Linked DNA regions of Callithrix jacchus: region 1 is linked to region 2. Evidence: chromatin contacts called from public Hi-C data. All regions are on one chromosome and are shown on one strand. Each heading gives the region's core, a stretch centred on a gene start, on an enhancer-like site or on the middle of the called end of the contact. The rest is flanking DNA. Distances are from core to core; before and after follow the strand shown.

Evidence for each region. Hi-C and Micro-C count contacts between places; a contact is called where the count stands out from the background.
Region 1: a Hi-C map of skeletal muscle shows a contact between it and region 2, with 3 times the contacts expected there. The contact joins two enhancer-like sites. A contact is called at or near these places in 2 of 3 Hi-C or Micro-C datasets (induced pluripotent stem cells and skeletal muscle).

The regions. Positions count from the first base shown.
Region 1 is chr5:65,444,692-65,449,498 of calJac240_pri, forward strand. The region is part of intron 3 of RAP1GAP2 (RAP1 GTPase activating protein 2); the gene reads right to left. Among named protein-coding and RNA genes, the nearest start is that of RAP1GAP2, 54 kb to the right of the region's middle. Within about 2 kb of position 3,365, at least 3 of the 16 cell types and tissues checked have an H3K27ac peak or open chromatin away from gene starts, as enhancers often do.
Region 2 is chr5:65,364,407-65,368,927 of calJac240_pri, forward strand. The region is part of intron 4 of RAP1GAP2 (RAP1 GTPase activating protein 2); the gene reads right to left. Among named protein-coding and RNA genes, the nearest start is that of RAP1GAP2, 130 kb to the right of the region's middle. Within about 2 kb of position 2,680, at least 3 of the 16 cell types and tissues checked have an H3K27ac peak or open chromatin away from gene starts, as enhancers often do.

The sequences.
Region 1 (4,807 bases), core at 2,115-4,614, 81 kb after region 2:
GGGCTGGGGTCGGCTCCCCGAGGACACCGGCTCTCCCGGCCCTGGGAGTTTGACTCCACACAGGGTCAAGGACCAACTTCACGGCGACCCCACTTCCTCCAGGCAGGCCAGGCTGCCCCCACTGTACCCTCCCCGCCCCCCGGCCCTGGCCTCTACGCATTCACCAGCCTCATCTCCTTAGGGAAGGAAAGACGCAGGGTCGCTCCAGGTCCCGGGGAAAGGGCTAGGGCCTGGGCCCTACCCTCGGCGCGGGACCTCGCTCACAAGCCCCTCATCCACTTCCACGTGCTGTCCAGCCTTCCAGCCACTTCCCACCCCCGTAGCATCACTCACCGCTTTGACCCTAGGGAAAGAGGCGGCGGGCAAGGGGTTGGAGGGAATTTAAACAAGCCAATTTAGTCCATCTTTGGAAACAGCCCTGTAGGGGGGCCAAAGAGGTCCTCCGAGGCAATTTGCCTTGTATTTTTTACAGTCTGGCATTCAAGCACAGAAAATCCAGGCTAGAAGGGGACCATGCTGGGTGGAGAGGGGAGAGGGGCTGCAAACAAATTCAAGGCCCGGAGGCGTCTGCCCTGCTTACTGCTGGCACTGGAGTTGGCGGGGGGAGGGAAGGGAGCCCCAGGGTGGTACTAAAATCCACCTGGTCTATTCATGAAGAGGCTATTACCACTGGCCTTGCCTCCCTCCCACCCTCTCCCTGCCGGTGTTGTGGGGGATCAGAGATATAGATAGCCATGGACATCTTTTTATAGCTAAAGATTGGAATAACCCGGGGCCCACTCCTGGGATTGCCGGTTAGGCGGGCTGCAAGTACTATCCCAGTAGTGACTTAAGAATCGGTCTAGAAGCCGGGTGCAGTGACTCACTGTAATCCCAGCACTTTGGGAGGCGGAGGCAGGTGGATCACGAGGCCAGGAGTTCAAGACCCAGCCTGGCCAAGATGGCAAAACCCCAGCTCTACTCAAAATACAAAAATTAGCTGGGCGTGGTGACTGGCGCCTGTCACCAGAGGCGCCTGCTACTTGGGAGGCTGAGGCAGGAGAATCGCTTGAACCCGGGAGCGGGGGCAGAGGTTTCAGTGAGCCAAGATCACACCACTGCACTCCAACCTGGGCGATAGAGTGAGGCTCCATCTAAAAAAAAAAAAAAAAAAAAAAGAATTGGTCTGGAAAAAGAATAAATGAGTGTCCTTGGTGGAGAAGAGGGAAGAGCAGCAGCACAGCCCAGAGCTTCTCCTCCAGCTCTCCTGCCTCGCTGTAGCACACAGCACCCAAGTACCCACAGGGTAGCTGATGGACTGCTTCTGCTAAATGGCAGAGACAGTGATGAGGGTGCTGGCCTTAGGTCTGTCCTAGCATGGGGTGTATTTTATCCACACACAGAAGGCTGCATCTCAGCAGAAGGCTGGACCCTCCTTCCCAGCAGGTGCGAGTGTGGGAGCTAGTTCAAGTCAAGTGCTAGTTAAGGTCACGTGGGTAACAGGAGGGCTCACACCTGTAATCCCAGCATTTGGGAAGGCCGAGGCAGGTGGATCACTTGAGTTGGGACCAGAAGTTCTAGACCAGCCTGGGCAACATAGTGAGACCACATCTCTTCAAACAACAACAGGGAATTGGGATGATGAAGGTACCAAATCCACCCAGCAAGTTCTATTATTCTTTCTCTTATTCTGGAGTTCCCAGCCCTCTCAGTCCCTCCACAACCCCAATGTGGCTGCAAACACAAGGCTGTCCCCAAAAAACCATAACCTCTCAGACCCTGACTCCTGAGTCTCTAAGAGGTAGAATGTTCCTGGTGGCGAGATTCCATCCTTCTGCACCTGCCCTACAAACTTGCCACCTCCAGGGCATAGACAGCAGTTCCCTCCTTAACTCCCACTCCAGCCCCGACAGCCATCACACCCACACCCCGCACCCCACAGAGGGAACCCCAAAGCACGAGAAGACCCATCAATAAAAGACAGTGGAACCACCATCAATGCTAGGCCTACCTGTTCCACCAGCATTTATGAAACACGCACAGTATGTCCAGCTTTATGCGAGCGACCAGGGCAAGGGAAAAAAATGGAAAACCATCCCTGCCCAAAACTAACGGGGTTAACACACAGCAAACCACAAAACAAGGCCATTTCCGGCCACTGTGTGCAGTGAGCCCAGCCAAAGGTCTCCACAGCTGGGCCATTCACCACCACCTCCACGGTTCTTTGTCTTAACATCATGCTGCTCTGCTGTTCATTATTTTGTTTTAATTACATCAACTTACCTTTTCACTTAATTTTAATTATTTATTTATTTTATTTTTATTTATTTATTATTTCTTGAGACGGAGTTTCGCTCTTTTCACCCAGGCTGGAGTGCAATGGCACCCCGCAACCTCCGCCTCCTGGGTTCAGGCAATTCTCCTGCCTCAGCCTCCTGAGTAGCTGGGATTACAGGCACGTGCCACCGTGCTGAGCTAATTTTTTGTATTTTTAGTAGAGACGGGGTTTCACCATGTTGACCAGAATGGTCTCGATCTCTTGACCTCGTGATCCACCCGCCTTGGCCTCCCAAAGTGCTGGGATTACAGGCTTGAGCCACCGTGCCCGGCCTATTTATTTATTTTTTGAGATGTTGTTTTGCTCTGTCGCCCAGGCTGGAGTGCAGTGGTGTGGTCTCAGCTCACTGCAACCTCCACCTCCTGGGTTCAAGCAATTCTCCTGCTTCAGCCTCCCAAGTAGCTGGGATTACAGGTATTCGCCACCACACCCGGCTAATTTTTGTATTTTCAGTAGAGATGGGGTTTCTCCATGTTGGCCGGGCTGGTCTCAAACTCCTGACCTCAGGTGATCCACCTGCCTCAACCTCCCGAAGTGCTGGGTTTACAGATGTGAGCCACCGAGGCCGGCCTTTACTTAATTTTACAAGAAAACGTTATTGAACCCTGAATGAAAATCCGTTCTCACTTGCCATTTCTACCATGAAAACAAATATAAATTTATCAAATTTTACCTCAATACTGTTGCCTGACAAAAGCTCTAAGCTTGAAGCACCTTCCTTAAAAAAGCAGGCGGTGTTAGGTGCTAGTGACACATCTGCACCAAACCATTTTTTTCCTTGAAAAAAAAATCCCAGTTCAAAAGAGAACGGACAGGGAAGAATTTTCACATTACCGTGCTCTAAGGCCACATTCATGAGGCACTTTGGGGTGAGCTAAGAAAAACACATGCAGACTACGGGAAGTGAGGACCGCAGCAGTCAGTGAAAGGGTCTCCCTCCAGGTCCCAGCTCACAGGATCTCCGTGGCCTGTTCCAGCCTCCAGAGCCCATAGTCGTCCCAGAGCCAGGCAGCTGCCAACCCAGGTCTCTCCCAGTCCCGGGAACTAGAAAGGCTGAGGGGGCCTGGGTGGGAATCAGGCCTGGGGCGGGAGACAGGGAAGTTAATCATGAACAGAGAGCAGACAGCTGCACAGCCCGTTCCTAAGGGGCCAGTGGGTTGAGGCAGACAGACACGCATGCCTGGCCCTGAAGAAAAGGGCCTTTTGTGCCTGGGAACCAGCTCCAGGAGACATGTCCATAAGAAAGCAGGAATCAGCCCCAGGCCTGTGCCCCGATCAGAGAGCCAGCCTGCAGCAGACTCCACCTCCTCGCCCTGCCCAGCCTCCAACTCCCAGCACCCCACTGCTCAGCAGAATGACTGCCACCTCTCAGGGCTGCGGTTGGGGGTGAGTGGGGGCAAGAGGAGCTATGGAGCAAGGAGGCTGGGGCCTTTGATGAAAACCAGGTGTCTTCAGACACCTTGCCCTTCCCCTTTACAGGCAGGTCCCAGCCATTCATTCCATGGACAACACAATCTTTGGAGCAACAAAAGGGTTATAAACAGAGCGCTGAAAAGGACAGGCCAGCACCCCCGCTCTCTTCTTCCCTTGAGGGTATACAAATACACACACCTGCAAGGGCATAATCATTCAGAAGCCCCCTAGCACACAGCTGAACACTCACACCTGTACTGGTAGGAAACCTCCACTCTTGGCGGGTGCATCAGCGCCCCCTGCTGAGCTACAACACAGTTGCATCTCTAGGATGCCCCCTCAGGAGGAAGACAGAGTGGGAGGATGGAGGCTGGAAGACAGTGGGGGAAGGGAAATACTGAAATCATTTGCAGTTTCTATTTTGAAAAGAGAAAGATGGGCTGGGCACGATGGCTCACGCCAGTAATCCCAGCATTTTGGGAAGCCAAGGTGGGTGGATCACATGAGGTCAGGAGTTCAAGACCAGCCTGGCCAACGTGAAACCCCAGCTCTATAAAAATACAAAAGTTAGCCGGGCTTGGTGGTGGGTGCCTGCAATCCCAGCTACTCAGGAGGCTGAGGCAGGAGAACTGCTTGAGCCCAGGAGGCTGGGTTTGCAGTGAGCCAAGATCATGCCACTGCACTCCAGCCTGGGCAACAAAGCAAGACTTTGTCTCATAAATAAATAACCAATTCAAAAAGAAAGAGTGCCAGGCGCGGTGGCTCAAGCCTGTAATCCCAGCACTTTGGGAGGCCGAGGCGGGTGGATCACGAGGTCAAAAGAGCGAGACCATCCTGGTCAACATGGTGAAACCCCGTCTCTACTAAAAATACAAAAAATTAGCTGGGCATGGTGGCGCGTGCCTGTAATCCCAGCTACTCAGGAGGCTGAGGCAGGAGAACTGCCTGAACCCAGGAGGCGGAGGTTGCGGTGGGCCGGGATCGTGCCATTGCACTCCAGCCTGGGTAACAAGAGCGAAACTCCATCTCAAAAAAAAAAAAAAAAGAAGGAAAGAAAGAAAGAAAGAAAGAGAAGAG
Region 2 (4,521 bases), core at 1,430-3,929:
GCATCACAGACCAGATGTGGAACCCACACCCTGCCCACGGTCCCTGCTCCGAAGTTGTCCCCTGCCTGACCTTCCCTTCCATCTCCTCCACCCCTCTAGACAGAGTCCAGCATCATCTCAGGGAACCGTGACCTCAGCGCCACAGAGCTGTATCATCAAGTTGATGATACACTAGATGGCACAACAAAGAACGACCCAAAACATTCAGTCACGTTCACCCGACTAGTCCTGCCGGTAACTTGGCTAGGACCCACAGCTCACTTCACACATCTCCAAAATAAAGATTCTCTATCTGTTCTCACTGTCCAACCCACTCCCAGGCTGTGCAGATAAGACTGAATCAAAACTTGCATCCCTGCTGCTCTCACTGTGTTTAAAATGATAAAATAAATAGGCCGAGTACAGTGGCTCACACCTGTAATCCCAACACTTTAGGAGGCCGAAGTGGGTGGATCACAAGGTCAGGACTTCCAGACCAGCCTAGCCAGCGTGGTGAAACCCCGTCTCTACTAAAAAAAAACACAAAAAAATAGCCAGGCATCGTGGTGCACACCCGTAATCCCAGCTACTCCGGAGGCTGGGGCAGGAGAACCGCTTGAACCTGGGAGGCAGAGGTTGCAGTGAGCTGAGATGGTGCCACAGCACTCCAGTCTAGGAGACAGAGTGAGACTCCATCTCAAAAAATAAATAAAAATAATAAATAAATAAATAAAAATAAATTTTTAAAAATGTTAAAAATGCAATCTTGCAGAATTTCCAAAGCAAGAGGCATCATAGGCCGAGACACACAGCACATACCAACGACCCTTCCTCCCCTCCTCTCCCTGAGCTTCGGGTCCCACACTGGTTACAGGGTACGCAGTCGGCCACTCTCCATCCTCCTCTACTGGGGCTCCAATTGTCCCCCAGAGAGACCATGAGGGGTCCCGTCACCAGTAATGACCTGTGCTCCAGAGCTTGGCTGCTCCTGCACTATCCTGCTTGGAGACCCCCATCGTCGCACCTTCTGCTTCAGCACAAAGGAGGAAAGCAATGTGCCTCAGCCCCCAGGCCCACATCAGCACTGCTGGGAACAGCAAAAGCAGCTTCAGAGATGAGCTGAACTCGAATTTCAATGATCTGGGCTCTTCCTGTTAACAGACTCCTCCACCTGGGACAATGGATTACTGGCCTAGCACAGAGCAGGTGTTCATTGAACGTGCTGGACTGAGAACCGAATACATCCATATATATTGTCTTTGTGCTGCTGGGTTTCCTTGAATAATGGGCAGTATCAGAAAAGAAGTCATGGGAAGCTGGGAACTTTGGGGGCGTGTGCTTCTGATGTGCCTGAGAGACACTATCTCCATAACCCCAACTCAACCCCACCATCCCCTAAAAGACCCCAAGCTGCCCTCCCCATCACTAGAGGGAGGAGGAAGGCAGAGCGGTACCAGCCTCACTTGCTGGGAGCTTCATTTCAGGCTGACCTGCAGAAAGAGCAGACATCTGTAAATCGCATATTCTGTTCCTTTCCCGTCTTCCAGCTAATGATTACTTAAATAAGTGCTTCGGTCCCGAGTGACTCTAACAGTTAGTCCCCAAGCTCCAACAGCCTCATTATACACCAACAACCGCGTGGGGACTGGAATGCCAAACAGCTCTCCTCCCTATAAGCCATATGTTAAATAACATCATGGCCCCACCCCCTTTGGCCAGCTGGGGCTGATGAACGGGGTGCTGGGGCAAACAGAGGCTCTCACCAGGTTGGGGGCGAGACAATAGGCTATCCTTCCAGGGGCCACCCTGCTGTCCTGGCTACAGGAATCATTCAGCTGCAAATACATTCACCCCAACGTGGGGGTCCCACAATACCCACCCCCAAACACACATCCAAAACACTCGATGATACAACAAAGAACCACCCAAAACATTCCCAGTCACGTTCACCAGCACACACACATAGGAAACACTCACTCATGGCAAACATACACACCTAGTACCCAGCCAGGTTTATGGGCCCAAAAGGCGAGGACCATGAAGCAGCTGCACCACACCCTCCCACCATAAGCAGTTATAGAGTCTCCTCTGTTACCCAGGCCAGAGTTCAAGGGCATGATATTAGCTCGCTGCAACCTCCGCCTCCTGGGTTCAAGCAATTCTCCTGCCTCAGCCTCCCGAGTAGCTGGAATTACAAGCATGCAGCACCATGCCTAGCTAGTTTTTTATATTTTTAGTAAAGATGAAGTTTCACCACAGTGGCCAGGCTGGTCTCGAACTCCTGACCTCAGGTGATCCACCAGCCTCGGCCTCCCAAAGTGCTGGGATGACAGGTGTGAGCCACTGCACCCGGCCCTTTTGTTTTGTTTTGTTTGTTATTTTATTTCCTTGTTTCAGTTTTGTGCAGTTTCTAATTTGCCTATCCCGTGGTCCCCCCAGACACAAGAGGCACACAGAGTGGAGGAGGACAAGTTAGAGGCCTCAGCCTCTTCCTTAAATCCCACTGCTTTTCTACCAACCAGAAGAGATCAATGCCTCTGCAGGTGTTTGAAGCGGCACTCCCACGTGGCTCCAAGAGCTGGTACCACCTTGCAGACCCTGGGCTGAAGCTGCAGCCCAGGCAAGACCGAAACAGCGGATAAGCCAGCAAAGTAGGAAACCCAGGGCAAGAGCAGAAGCCCCTGCTCCAAGGGAGGAAAAGCTGCCACACGCCCCACTCAGGCCTGGTCTAATGAGGTTTCCAGGACACCTCCACAGTGAGACTGGCCCTGGACACAGGGCAGGGTTCCAGTTCCCAGCCACCTGATCCTCTGGGTCTACCCAGTGGGCACCGTGAGCAGCTGGTGGGCTTGTCACCCCTTCCCAGACCCCCAGCCCCAGCCATGGGCTCCCATCTGGTACTATTGGTACTAGCCACAAGGGGGCCTGGTGAGCCATTGTGGGGAGGTCTAGATCCACAGCCGGGGTAATCCGGGTTCCGTTCACCTCACAGCCAGCGACGGATGAGGCTGAGGTGGGTGACAGCAAGGTAGATCCATCTAGAGAGCCCCCCAAGCCTCTTACAGTCCCTGACACCCTTCCAGGAACCTTTCAGGCCACACAGGGCAAGTGATACACTGTGTCTTTGGCCACACAGCTCATCAGAGGGAAGAGTGATGCACGGGTCTGTGCATCGTGGCCGTGCCCTCCCGGGCCTGAAGGACAGGCCATGTCTGGAGGAGGGGGTGCACCAGTGATCTGGGCTCAACCTACAAGGCTGAGGCCAGGAACGTGCTCTCAGGACCATCGCCTCCTGGAACTATCAGGCAGCATGGATGGGGACTGCCTCTGGAAAACAGGGTACCCAGGAAAGGAGCCTGCTGCCTTCGTGGAGTGGGGTGAGGCAGTCAAGGGGTCTTCACTACCAGGGGCAGAACCTAGCCTTGAGCATGAAAGGCCTGCCCTCAGCTGGAGCAGAGGGGTTTCAGTCTTCCCAGGGGACAGGCCCCCCACCCCCGCACCCGGCTCAGCTCTACAGAATTCTGTATACCTCAGGCAACAGGGTCTTTGTGCCTCCACTGGCTGATCAACCTGGCCCCATGGTTCCCCTGAAACTTCACTTGTCAAGGTCACCAAGGACCTCCATGCTGCCAAATGCTACAAGAAGTTGTGCCCTCAAGAGTCCCTGGGAAGTGGCCAGGTGCAATGGCTCATGCCTGGAATCCCAGCACTTTGGGAGGCTAAGGCAGGAACATCACAAGTCAGGAGTTTGAGACTAGTCCATGCAACATGTTGAAAGCCCGTCTCTACTAAAAAGACAAAAATTAGCCAGGTGTGATGGCGCATACCTGTAGTCCCAGCTACTCAGGAGGCTGAGGCAGGAGAATCGCTTGAACCTGGGAGGCAAAGGTTACAGTGAGCCAAGTTCCCGCCACTGCACTCCAGCCTGGGTGACAGAGCGGGACTTCGCTCTGTCTCAAAATGGAGAAAAAAAATTATGCATTCCCTCATCCTGATTGCTCAGCACCACCACCTCAATCATCTGTAGTGTCTCCTCTGGGCCTTCTGGACCCTCCAGCTTTCCCGGTGTCACCTGAGCCCTCCCTGCAGGCTCCTCCTCCGTATGATCCTGAGGTCAGGGCTCAGCGAAGCGCCTCCTCTCCTCTGTCTATGCCATCCTCCCAAGCTGCCCACCCACTCTTATGAATTTAACACCATCTCTACGCTGATTCTCCACATGAATGTCCCTAACCATGACATCTCCTTGGAGCTCCAAATGAGCATCTCCAAATGCATGTTTAATTTCTCCACTTCTCATGAGGATATCAAACTTGGCCTGTGTTCCCTGAACCTGCCCCCGCCCCAGGCATCTCCATTTCAGAAAATGGGACTGGAACCTACCCATTGCTCAAGCCCCATCTAGGATGACTAAACCTCAAGATACTTCCTTCTCCCTCATCCGCCACGTCCAACCCATCAGCCCACCCTGCTGCCTCGACCCCCTCAGCACACCCTGAATGCACCGTTTCTCAGCATGTCCACCACCAACACCCTCTGGTCCAA